Regions from separate parts of the Mus musculus genome. Here regions 1 and 3 are each linked to region 2. The links are chromatin contacts, called in public Hi-C maps. All regions are on one chromosome and are shown on one strand. Each heading gives the region's core, a stretch centred on a gene start, on an enhancer-like site or on the middle of the called end of the contact. The rest is flanking DNA. Distances are from core to core; before and after follow the strand shown.

Region 1 (4,509 bases), core at 152-2,651, 120 kb before region 2:
TGCATCTCACGTAATTCATTTTAGCTTTGCCAGTTGTCGTTTCTTGTATTGATATTTGGTTCATTTGACTTCATAGTTCTCCATCTTATGGATGTGCCACAGTTTATCAGTCCTTAGTTGAGAGACTTTGGGGTTGCTTTTTGTTTGGAATAATCACAAACAAAGCTGGCAGGCATCTTTTTGTAAATCTTGGTGTGAAAATAGGCTCTGTAATTTTAAAAGAACATGCAAAGGTATTTTCATTTGGTAAGTATTGAGGATGGCCGTGATGGATCGTGGACGCCTGGTCCTCAGTGGCTCAGATGGGAGGGCTGGATGCTTTCCATCTTTGAAATTATTTCCAAGCTTTTCCACTTTGTGATCATTTCATGTAGACACATTAAGCATCCCAGTAGGCACACAGCAGCATCTCGACTTCAACTTTACATTATACTTTTTCCCTAAAGACCAACAACACTAAAGATGTTTTCATGGTTCTTGTTTTTTGGGTTTTTTCCATCTATAGATCTTGGGTGAAGTATGATTTTGCTCTTGGTCTCTTCCCTCTGGAGGATAATTGTCATCTTGCTGTATGCATCTGGGGACTCCCTGGTCCGTTTGCATTTCTCATTTTAGCGAAATAAAAGTCATTTTGCAATAACAATCTCGCAAAATTATTGCAGAAACATAGTATGTAAAGTGTTGTTTAGTTAAAAGTGATAATGTGTGTAGCTGCAGTACCGAAAATACAAGTGTTGAAAGAAACTGTCCACAAACAGAGATGGAAAGTAAGCTACAGAGTGTGATGCTCACAAAGAGGAATACGCGTGAAGAGAACCACACACAAAACTCTCACGTGCTGAAACAATTTATTTAACCACTCGGCGGTCATACTGCAAGTTGTTTTCAAAGTTAATATATGATCTCCTGGCTCCTGGGTACTTCGCTTAAGGCCTTTTCATATTTGGAGTTTTTTTTTTCCTAATCATGCAAAATTAGACCATTTCAAGTTAAAGCATGCTATACCCTGTTAGTAAAACTTTGGCTTCAGTTAGGGCGGGGGAAACCCTGAAGTCAATAAATATTCATGTAATCTTGGGGATAACATATTGCAAAGGACAGCTGGCTCAGGAGGGATCATTTGCCTGGGCTAGTATCTGTTTCCATTTACATTAAGGAAATATTGCAAGAAGTTATTATCTGCCTCGGGGCTCGGGGGAATACAATGGAAGGCTGATAGTGCACCTGATTGCTTTTGACATTTGCAGATTGTAACAGGGAACCGTGTGATGATAGCCTAGTGACTTCTTACAAAACACAATTTCAGAGGCTGTGAAGGAAAAGGGAGCTGGCAGAGACAGAGCGTGTGGCATCTGTAAGAATGAGAAACGGGATTTGTCAGCGGCACCTGCTTGTAGCTATCAGTCATCCCTACTGGGCCGCTGAGAAATTACTCAGCACCAGGAACGTTGATGGGCGTGAAGTCTCCTGTGCTTTGATATGGGATACGGAGGAGAGATACAGATACGGAAGAGAGAAAGTGTGGTTTTATTGAGCATTTTAACCCCAAGCCCGTGTTGATAAAATATAATTGTATGACATTTAGAGAGCACTCGGAAGAGGTCAGTCGTCTGTGCTACAGGAAACAAACAACAGAAATTGTTTTTAGTATGAATTCATTATTATTTCTCATTTGTATTTCAAGTGGATTCCAAATCTCTTACTAAGGCCCCCAAAGTACTAAAGGCAGCAACTGAATACGGTCTTTAATTGATTTTTTCATTTGCTGATTGATGGTGGCAAAATGGAAATATGTTTATCACCTCCGATTTCTCAGACCCCATTGTAGTACAGTAGGAAAGGCGTCAGCAGGAGGAGGAGGGACAGAAGTAGGACAGGGCAGGAGTGGGTAGAGCAGGTTAAAGATTAAAAAAAGTAGCAACTTACTTTGCAAGTCAGAGAACAAAGACAGATGGAGAGACCACATATATACCCATTCTTTGTCTTTAGGAATTCTGAGAGGCTCAGAGCTGTAAAACCCAGGACAAAATAAAACATGAAGGTTTTTTTAAATCAAAACATCAGCAGGGTCAGTGAGGTGGCTCAGATGGTAAAGGGACTTACACACACACACACACACACACACACACACACACACAATAAGTAAATAAATGTTTAAGCAGTTTTAAATAGAAAAGCAAGTGCTGGCAATAAGCTGCACACGGCCCTGAGTTTTATCCCCAGCACCTCAAAAGAAAATTAGAGGGAGGTTATGGGGGGCTTTGGGGAAATGTATCTGAAATGTAAATGAAGAAAATATCTAATAAAAAAAACCAGAAAATTAGAGGCAGAAAAATAAGTAAAAAATGATAAGTATACAGCAGGAATACAGCCATCCTAGTCAGTTTTGTACTGTTATTATATAATACCACATAATGGACATCTTTAATAAACAAAAATTTATTGAAAATTCTAGGGTCTCCTGTGATTCCCAACTGTCTAAACTAGCATTATAATCACATAAAAGCAGAATACTATTTTTTATTAAAAAGAGCAATATTGTTAAAGAAAGAATTCTTAGATATTGAAATTATCATGACTAAATTAAATTTTTAGTATAAGCATTGGGGAATAAAATTAAATGAACTCTCATGTGAAACAGAACAAAAAAGAAGCATGAAGTCTTAGAGAAATGTTAAGAGAATTGCAGACCAATTTTGGAGGACGATAGCTAATGAAGAGCCGTAGCAAGAGAGAGCAGAGAAACACAGTAGGAATTATCAAAGACATTCTATAATGGGTGCTCCCAAGTATCTCATAGAAACAAGTCCTCATACCAACCACATCAAGTGCACTACAGCAAAACTTCAGGACACAAAAGGCCCAGAGTCAGTACTTACTAAACATTTTCTCCATGTCCCTAAAAGAAAGACAAGTGCATTAAATTTAAGAAGCAAGAAACTCTAATAGGCTGAGACTTAATACAGTCACTTCTCGGTATCCATGGAGACTGCTTGCAGGCTCTTATGCTATCAAACCACACAGATGCCCAAGTCATCTATGCTACAAGGGATGGCCACCATATGTTTTCCCCACATACTTCAAATCATCTCTAAATTGCTTACAATTCGTAAATCTGTATTAACATTTTATAAATGGTTGTGATTTGATCGAGGAACAAGACAAAGCTCATAATGATGAGAAGCACAGTCTGTGTGTATTCAGTACACACGTGGCTTTTATTTTAATGTGTGCTTGGTTGAATACATGCATGCAAAAGCCAAGGACAGAGCGGGCAACTGAAGCTGCACTGAATGTTCAGTTAGAGAGACACTGGAACGCCTCTGAGAAAAATCAGCTTTTAGTCTAGAACGGATGTAGCTTTCTAAGATAGAAATCATTCAAATATCATAATGACATTTTCAAACAATAATTAAAGAAATCACTTTCTTGCATGTATGGTTCCTAGAAGACTGTTGTACAATTTGCTTTAAAATGGACTTGTGTGGTCCTGAGGCTCCCTAGTCATGACCCCATCCATCCTAATTACCTAGCAACTCCCACACACACACACACCCCCATACCACTATAGCATGTGAATTTGGGTGATGAGTTTCCTACCTAGAAACTTAAGGACATAGATTCAATCCCAGCACTCGGGAGGCAGAGGCAGGCGGGTTTCTGAGTTCCAGGACAGCCTGGTCCATAGATTGAGTTCCAAGACAGCCAGGGCTACACAGAGAAGCCCCGTCTCAGAAAAACAAACAAACAAACAAACAAACAAAACAAACAGACAAACAAACAAAACCCATAGCAGTGCTATACCTCATGCCTGCAATTGTTTCATGGGTCTCATGCTTCTGTCACTGTGCCATTGTTGTTGCTGTGTTGTTGCTGAGGACATGGCATCTTGCTATTGTAAGAAAGAAGTTCTTAATATAAAAAGTTACTTATTTTTCCATCATTCCCAAATCAGTTTGCTATTTTGTTAGCAAGTCTTCCAAAAAGTGACAGCTTTAGTCACTGAGTCAGCTTCAACTCAATCAACAGCCACACCGTGGCAACTTCTACCCATAGACCGAACAGACAGGACTGTAGGTTTTATTGAGTGAAGAAAATGTTTATATTTTTGCCTGTGGCTTGAGTAAAAGTATAAAAGTGATGAAGATTTGCATTAGCAGCACCAAATTTTCTATTGCTACCTTTAGACCAAAGCAATTGTAAAAGGACGTTGTAGATTCCTAGGAATTGGTAATATAACTTCCAGGGATACTCAGAGAATAATAAATGCCTCTGTAGAAGAAAAAGTACCTGTTTTCCCATTCTCTGGTTACCCATGCTTCTCCTACATACTGGCTTGAAGATCATGTCTATGCAGATCTTTCCTTCATTCTTTTTTTTTTTTTTAGGTATTTTCCTCATTTACATTTTCAATGCTATCCCAAAGGTCCCCCATACACACACCCCCAATCCCCTACCCACCCACTCCCCCTTTTTGGCCCTGGCGTTCCCCTGTACTGGGGCATATAA
Region 2 (4,161 bases), core at 742-3,241:
AAGAAACCCAAATGTTACTCTAGGGTGCTCATTCAATAATTTTGGTCAAGCTACTTACCCTCTCCCTGTGTCTCAGAAGTGATTTCAGGCCAGCTCATTGCCTCGGCCATATGTGATATAATGGTGGGAGTACGAGCTATTAACATGCAAACTGTCATCACCATGGTCCTGGGCACTAACCCCCCCAGGTCTTTAGAATTCGTGTTTAACTGTTTCAGGCATATTTTCCTACACTGGCAAGTTGCTGCTTTCTATCAAATGCTAGTCTGATTTTTAACTGTAGCCCACAGTAGGGGTTTCCACTGAACACATCGACTAATTCCAGATTATTCCGAAGGTAACCAAGGATACTTGGTTTCCAAACTGAAAAGATTCATGGACATCAGTTTATGGAGAGAAGGAAGATAAGGCTGTACTCAGAGTGACCTATTCAGATCTCACAGCAAAGGACAAAGTGTGTGCAACTACTCTGATAGTTTAAAGGTGGCCAGAACTGTTGGGGAAGAGAGCAACTCCACTGTCCTCTTCCTGTCCTCGTCTAAGTCACCATCAGAAGAAGTACCATATACACATCTCAACTTTAAAACAAAGCAGGCTCCTGGTATTCATGAGCTGGGCGGACTCAAGATCACTAACCTTACCACCTACTAGTGGAAAAGAATCAACAGCCACCCAGAACTCAATATAAATGTGGCTTCTTTGTGTCCCACTCATATACTAATTCCTTAGAGAAAATAACATTCTGAGAATTATAAAACTTAAGATCTTTTCAAAGGTCATGAGACATTTTCCTCACAAATATCAAGGGTTCCTGTATTGAATTTCCCTGCTTGATTTTGCCTTGGGGTAAGAAAATTCCAGGGAAATGTTATTGCTGGTGGTCATAACTAACTCACTGAATCCAACACATCTGCCCCCTACTTGGTTTCCGGCCAGTGTTTTGTTTTATGTTATATATACTTTTTTGGAAAGTCAACATAGTTGCTTGGAAGGCAACAGAGTAAATCCTCAATGGCCTTAAAGCTAGGCTTTCTAGAATCAGTCCCGTTTATCTTAGTCTAGGAGCCATCCATGTTAAAACTACAAAAAAAAAAAAAAAAAAAAATCAAAGACAATGATTTTCTTTTCGGGCAAGAAAGCAATGATAGTTTTCAGATGAATCAATCCAAATCCCAAGGTTATTAGGCAATTGCTGAGAACTATGCTTTGAGCGACACCTAACGGCTGAGAAAATCACACACCCAACTCCTTTGAGGAGGACTCAGATCCATCCCAAGAATCGCAGAAGGCCTGCTAAAAACAGAGGAGCACCTGGTCTCTATACTGCTGGGACCTGCTGGGCTGGGTCGCTGGGCAACTTGTATTTCCACAGTGAGGTCTGAGAACCGGTGATTTATTGCCAAGTCAGTGGCCATGCTAGGCGTGACCCCAGAAATTAAGAGCAGACTGAGGCAAAGGGATTAGGCCCGAGCTGTGCCTTGAACTCTTGAGCGATGGCTGCCCGGGACGGGTGGGGGACGGAACCCCGGGGTGCGGCTGGCTGCCCTCTGGGCAGTTGAGGGATGTGGCGGGGCCCTTGAGAGCAGCCGCCTGGCTGCCAGCCCGGGTCCCCGGCATGGGGGTGGGGGAGTTAGCTGGAGCGCGGGGACGCGGCGCGCCCTAACGCCTGTGCTTCCTGTCCACAGACGAACCCCACGCCTGGAGTGCTGCCGCTGCCGCCGCCCCAGGCCTGCCGGAAGTAGGCGTCTCCCTCGAAGACATCCTCTCTCCATTCTCTCCATCACATCCAGCCCCACCCTCCGACCCTTCCCACCAGATAGGCCCAGACCCAACTTGGGATATCCAAAGGGAACACGACGTTAGGAAACCAAAGGAGCTTTCGGCCGGCGGCCAGAAGAAGCAGCGCCTGGGGGAGCAGAGGGAGCGCTCGGCGAGCCCGCAGCGCAGTGCGCGGCCCAGGCTGGAGGAGGTGCCCGGCGGCCAGGGGCGGCCCGAGGCCGGCAGGCCCGCCTCGGAGGCGGCCGACGGGAAGGAGGCGCTGCGCGGCCGGCGTGAGGGCCTCGGGGCCGCGGGCGCGCGGGAGGCCGAGGCCAAGGTGGGTGTGCGCTCGGGGGCCCGACCCGCAGCGCGGCCCACGGGGGGCGGCCCAGCGCGCAAGGCGACGATGGCGCCGGGGCCCTGGAAGGTGCCGGGCTCCGACAAGCTGCCGGGCGCCCTGCAGCCTGGCGCCTCGGCCGCGGGCAGATGAGCCCCAAGGCGAGGGGCCCCCGCCCGCCTCCACGCAGGCCGATCTTCCTGGGTTCCGTCTCACGGCGTTTTAATTTATTTCCACTGTCACACGCATAGATCTATACGAGGCGCCGAAGCCCGGGAGCGCCGGCGTGCGACGCGCGTAGGCGGCACGGCACGGTGTGCGCGCAGGCAGACCTAAACTGATCCTAAAGCCCCCGGTTCCATGGTGGGAGCTTTGGCAGCTACGGAAGAACCAAAATCACGCAAACATCACAGAGAGACAGTGCAGTGTAGCTTTAGATTCAAAAAGAGAAAAAGAAAAAAGTTCCCCCCACTGCATGAAGGATTTGGATGTCATCCAAACTTTATATCAAGAAACTGGACAAGTTCAGAGCAATCACAAACTGGAATATCGCCTTAAAAAAAAATCAAACTGCACGGAGCAAGCGGAAACTGAGACAAGATTATATCTTTTAATTGATCTAAAGTGTTGTAAATAAATCGTTCTTGACATATCTAGACAGGGGATAAAGGGTTTCTTTGAAACATCCAGAACTGTTCTCCCATGCTACGTTTCCATGGCTCCCCCTTCAGCATCCACCAACGGTATTAGCAGCAGCGTCCCCTGCCTACTGCAGGATGAGTTAGAAACCTAGTGAATTCATTGGTGTGATGCCTTTTTTACTGCCATTTCTGTGGTCAAGTCACATTTCTGTACATTTTCAGTAGTAGGGAAAAAAGGTTTTAAAAATTGTATCCTAGGGAGCAGTTTGCCGTAAGTCAGAATTTTGCAGGTTAGCTCGTAGATCCTAATTGGTTGCCTCTAAAATAATGAGTTTGATAATCAAAAGACCATAATCTGTTTAATCGAGATTGACAACGCTGCAGTTCCTTCCTGAAAAGGCTTCCTGTCATCCCAGGCACTCAGAGATACGTAGCTGCTCTGTTAGCAATCTTCTATTTTACCTATTTGATTGTCTTATTTTAAAGCTCTTCATTTGCACTTTGACAAAGTATTTGTCCTATATTTCTCAAATTAGAATCTCTAATATTGAAAGCATTATGATAACTAATTTATTTTCATTAAAGAACATAAGTCCTTTGGCATTCCTTTCTGCTTTCCTTATTTGATCTCCTTTTTGTTTCCACCTGTAGCTTTTCGCCTCCAATTTGCTAATGCTTTTTGTTACACTAACAATCTATAGATGCACCTTTATGTCCCCGGGTTACCATCGCAGGTCAGCGATTGTCCCTGCAGTAAAAACTGTCAAACGTTAACATTAGTCAGCTATCCATTGGTATTTATTGTAGCTGCACATATTTAAAGACAAAATGTCTGAAGGCATTTTGTCATGAATATGTTTTGTATAACTGAGGCTTCAACTCTTCAGATATTCTGCTCCTTACACAAGTACTTGTTGAGTAAGAGGGAAGCCGGGTCCATCACGCCAGGTCACATGTAACTGCTGTCTCAATGAGTCTTCCCACTCTCTGGACACTACCTAGTTTAATTTCCATCGTACATAAAGATAGTTGTTCCACAAGCAAATATGGTCAGAAGCCTCAAGTGAAGGGTATTGCAGCTTGTAAAAGTAATTTCCAAAATGAAACACATTCATCATAAACAAAGCACAAACACGTGTAGCGGTTTATACTTTCGGTTTAATCTCAATTTGTCTTTTTCCCCTGGACTAGAAATCCAGTATAGTTTGCCATTAATTTATTGACTCTGGGTTTGGACCATGCTCTGTAGTGTAGCTGCACGTACGTCCTGGTACTGTGTCCTCTGACCTTTACGTTCCATAGGCTTCAGAAGGACAACCGTGGAGATCACCCTTGCATAAACTCTAATTTGCACACTTCACAGCTACTACCCGTGCAGCAATTGCTTTATGCGGCTGTAATCCATAACCCGTGAAGACAGCACAT
Region 3 (4,104 bases), core at 711-3,210, 67 kb before region 2:
CAATTAAAATGTTTGAGTTAATAATTGGTACTTAATGCATTTAATGCCGTGTAAGTGAAGTGGGAGGAGGAAGGGAAGGCATTGTTCTTAAGCCTGAATTCTGATCACTTTTTACTGACTGTAACCTAAAGATTTTGGAAACCACTTGCATTTGAAAATGAATTTGCACTTGAAAATTGCAATAAATGAACACTATCCAGAACATATAAATATACTTTTTTAAACCTGCATGAATTACAAGAAGTACAAGCCAGACAGAAAGCATGAGAGAAGTGCAGAATGAGAAAAGCTGTAGAAAGGAAACCCCAGTGACTAAAATAATCTTGAAAGATACTTACCATCATGAAAATACAAATTAAGGAATCGACATTGTGATGTCATCTATCAAGCAGGCAAATGCTAAAAATAAACAACTGGCATTTCTAAACAAGGACAGTAACAAGAGGGACAGGGAGCTCTTGTCTGTTAGTCGTGGAGTCTTTGGAGAGAAAATTGGCAACATCCAATAAATTTGGATATATACATTTACCGATAGGTCAAAACTTCACCATTATGTCTCTTCTCTGGTTTTACTCATCTACACCAGGAGACAGTAATCACTGTCACATCGGTCCTCATTGTAAAGACTGAGTGTAGGAGAGAGTGCCTATGGCTATCAGTAGAATATAAAAGTAAGCAGTATGCCATTTGTGGGATACAGAGTTCTACAGTAGCTTACACGGGTAAACTGCATTTTCTACTGGGAGACATTTTAACAACATAATATTAAGTTTTAAAAAGGATGTTAAAGAATCATGTATGTGATGGTGCTTATGTAAACCTGTAAAACAACCCAGCATTGTGTATTACTTCTGGCATACATATGTCACGGAAAGATGTACGTCAGGTGCGGAGGAGGGAGCAGGCCAGGCTTGGCGCCAGCAGCTCAGAAATGTCCGCACCACCAGAGCCCCTCTAGAAGCCCAAGGAAATGAAGAAGAGAGAGGGTTCAGAACATGGGAGAGCAAAACCTTTCATTCATTTAAGCAACTCAATCCTTCCCTCTAGTCTGTGTCAAAGAGGGGGAGTCGGGGTAGCTTCTCGTATGACGCTGCGATATATTTTTAATGGCTTAAAATGTTGAAAAATAATGGACTTGAACTGCTACCCAGCAGGGAAGGGACAGCGGCTGACAGAGCACAGCTGGTAGCAGTTATTGGACAAATTAATCAATTTTATATTTATGCCTCAGTGGCCAGAGACAGTTTAATCAAACCACTTATAATAACAACGTGATGATCTTGAAAAACAAAGGTGATTAGAAAAGGATTTTCCATCAGAAGAAGCATTTTTTTTCTAGAAGGAGCAGCGAAGCTAGGCAATCTTCATTTACATTCTTATTCAGCCCTCTTGGTGACGAGAGACCACATCATAAAATGAGTCTGCAGCATCACCAACATCATTGACAACACAGGACCAGCCCCTAAAAGTATCGATACAGCGGTGAACCCGAGCAGGCCTGGGAGCCTTCCCTCAGACGTATTTAGTCATTACACAAAACTGCAAGAAACACACTGGAAAGGATGATCAGGAATATAGTCTAGGAGAGAACCTGAAATGGCAAACCTTCCGGAACAGGGGGAGCATCCTGAAGGACACCAAAGTGATTCCCAGAGGCTCACGCAGAGTTAAGGATGTCAGCCCAAGGCATATGAAAAAATATGTATTACAAAAAAAGAGGAGTGTAAACAGATGTGCCATGGGTACTTCAAATTAAGTAATCATGCAGAGAGTTAATCCCATCTCCTCACGCCCGCGGCACTTGTTCTGCGTCACTCGTCAATCGGCTCCCTTTCCTTCTCCACATTTAACTGTAAATTCTTCTGTCAGTTCTCTCCCACCACAGATTTGTCTGCTTATTTCAGAGCAAAATGTGATCATGTTTCTAACACATCTCAAAAGAATCTCTGGCATGAGACTATGTTGAATGGGTGTGTTGTTGTAAATTGCCTGTGGTATTCATCTGGGTGGACCACAGCTGCACAGGCTCCAGGATAACCGACTGAATTTTACATGGAGACGAAACTGCAAATGCATGGATCTATCTGGGGGTGTAAGGAAAAAGAGGTTCACAGGGAGGGCTTAGAATTCTTTGAAGCTAGCTGGGATGCCTGAGAGAGTATTAGCGCTTAGCCAATACTCTCTCATATCTCTGGCTTCTGACATCCCCGACTGCAGTCAGCTCTGGCCTCCTCACTTCAAATTGTGTTTCTCCTCTCCACTCAACATCCTTTCATTGGGTGCAGGAGTCAGTTTTCAAAAATGTAAGAGAGGAAGAGACAGACTAATATGTTTGAGTCAAGATCTGTTTGGGAAAGCTCCCTTTGAAAACCATGACTTGCCATGGAATCCTGAGAGCAGCCACCATTGCATCAATCAGACTGCAGAGTGAGAGGGTTTCAAGAGGACATGGCAAAGCTACCATAAGCCAGGGACCTTTTAGGCTCATGATTTACGAAAGCTTTACATTTTCATTTTCAATTAACCTATTGATAGTGATGTCACTTAAATACTCCTAAGGAATATTATCTGCCCATTATTGCCAGAAAACATGCTGCCCAATTTCATAGCTCAGCTGTTCTCATGCATGGATGGACAATCTGAATTAAGTCGAACAGAAACAGATTTTTAGACACTCGGCTACATTCCTAGATGCAAAATTTAAGTAATTAATATGTGACTTTAAGTAGTAAAAAGAAAATAAATGGATAATGTTTGTTTTGTGTATCATAGTGACTGTTGACTCAATGATCCCTGGCTTCCTATTTATTTAGATTTAGTACTTCAATAGAAAAATTATTATAATCAACACATACATTGCCAATAATACTTGGTATCATATGAAGAGTAAAGGGTCTCCACAGCCCTGAAATTAAACCCTTAATGAAAGACTGTGTGTCTGTTATGGCCGAGGCAGTAGACACCAGTGCCTGCTACTGCCATGATTTCTCTCACTTATGTAGTCTTTGTGCATAGTTCAAATACTGCGCAAGGACATACATGATGCTGTTGATCTGAGACTTCATGATGTCTTTACAGTTATCATCTCAAGAGAAAGGCTAAGATGATCAGGGATATTCAGAGCCATTCATTGCTGACAAGGCTTATGCCCAGTTACAGCTGTCCCCGACTCTTCGTTGCTGAATTCTCACTCATAATTGGATGGACTGGGTATTAGGACTATTTGGGGCATGCAGTTATGTATATTTTATGTCTCTTTTGATTATACAAAATAATGCATTTTATTGTAGCATTTTGAAACAGATAGTATATTCTGATTCTATTCACCCTCATCGCTCCTTCTTATTATTTTAGTTTGGGTTTCCATTGCTATGATGAAGCACCACGGCCAAAGAAACTTGGTGGGGAAAGGTTCATTTGGCTTACACTTCCACAGCACTGTTCATCATTAAAGGAAATCAAACAATGCAGAGTCGTGGAGGCAGGAGCTGATGCAGAAGCCATGGAAGGGGTACTATGTACAGGCTTGTTCCTCGTGGCTTGCTCAGCCTGCTTTCCTATAGAACTCAGGACCACCAGCCCAGGAATGGCCCCCTCACAATGGCCTGAGTGTTCCCCCATAAATAACTAGTTTGTTTGTTTGTTTTTTTTTAAGCCCTACAGACCTGTCAGGGCTGGATCTTATATTGGCATTTTCTCAACCGAGGCTCAGTCCTCTTTGATGATTCTAGCTTGTGTCAAGTTGACACAAAACTGGCCAGTACAACCGCAAAGGTAAATATTCAGTCATTTGCATCTCCTCCAAGTAATGAACAGCACTGTCTTTCTCCCGGCTGAGGGTACTGAAGAAAAAAACGTGGTCTCCTTGTCCTCTGCCACTGTGAATGATTTGTGAAGGTCTTCCTGTTGGTACAGTGGAGTCTCTGAGAATGGCTTTAAGAAGAAGAGCAATGTCTTTCTCTCAGTGGTATGATCTCAGAAGTCCAAGATAAAGGTGCCAGAATCTGGTGTGGTCTCTTCTGTGTCCACAGGAGAAGGCGAGTGTGCAGGCCCACTCCAGTAGCCCTTCATATCCATCCATCCACTCCTCAGGATGGAGCTCGC

What was found. Hi-C and Micro-C count contacts between places; a contact is called where the count stands out from the background.
Region 1: a Hi-C map of cerebral cortex shows a contact between it and region 2, with 2.5 times the contacts expected there. The contact joins two enhancer-like sites. A contact is called at or near these places in 5 of 39 promoter capture datasets (embryonic stem cells, hippocampal neurons, liver and 2 more), 2 of 484 Hi-C or Micro-C datasets (cerebral cortex and nephron progenitors), 2 of 115 datasets of contacts at active chromatin or transcription factors (bone marrow-derived macrophages and embryonic stem cells) and 1 of 9 other capture datasets (adipose tissue).
Region 3: a contact with region 2 is called in a Hi-C map of myocytes, with 2.8 times the contacts expected there. The contact joins two enhancer-like sites. A contact is called at or near these places in 2 of 39 promoter capture datasets (embryonic stem cells and stem cell-derived epiblast-like cells), 6 of 484 Hi-C or Micro-C datasets (MC3T3-E1-derived osteoblasts, bone marrow-derived macrophages, cerebellar granule neurons and 3 more), 5 of 115 datasets of contacts at active chromatin or transcription factors (T-cell acute lymphoblastic leukemia, bone marrow-derived macrophages and embryonic stem cells) and 1 of 9 other capture datasets (pancreatic islet).

The regions. Positions count from the first base shown.
Region 1 is chr5:20,581,965-20,586,473 of GRCm38.p6, forward strand. The region is part of intron 16 of Magi2 (membrane associated guanylate kinase, WW and PDZ domain containing 2); the gene reads left to right. Among named protein-coding and RNA genes, the nearest start is that of Gm52764, 41 kb to the left of the region's middle. Within about 2 kb of position 1,402, at least 11 of the 459 cell types and tissues checked have an H3K27ac peak or open chromatin away from gene starts, as enhancers often do. A contact at or near this core is called in cerebral cortex, where this site is marked.
Region 2 is chr5:20,700,385-20,704,545 of GRCm38.p6, forward strand. It overlaps Magi2 (membrane associated guanylate kinase, WW and PDZ domain containing 2), which reads left to right. Exons shown (of 23, transcript NM_001170746.1): 23 at 1,686-4,161. The coding sequence ends at 1,742. Among named protein-coding and RNA genes, the nearest start is that of Gm52763, 21 kb to the left of the region's middle. Within about 2 kb of position 1,992, at least 415 of the 459 cell types and tissues checked have an H3K27ac peak or open chromatin away from gene starts, as enhancers often do. A contact at or near this core is called in cerebral cortex and myocytes, where this site is marked.
Region 3 is chr5:20,633,106-20,637,209 of GRCm38.p6, forward strand. All of the region lies in intron 20 of Magi2 (membrane associated guanylate kinase, WW and PDZ domain containing 2), which reads left to right. Among named protein-coding and RNA genes, the nearest start is that of Gm52763, 46 kb to the right of the region's middle. Within about 2 kb of position 1,961, at least 16 of the 459 cell types and tissues checked have an H3K27ac peak or open chromatin away from gene starts, as enhancers often do. A contact at or near this core is called in myocytes, where this site is marked.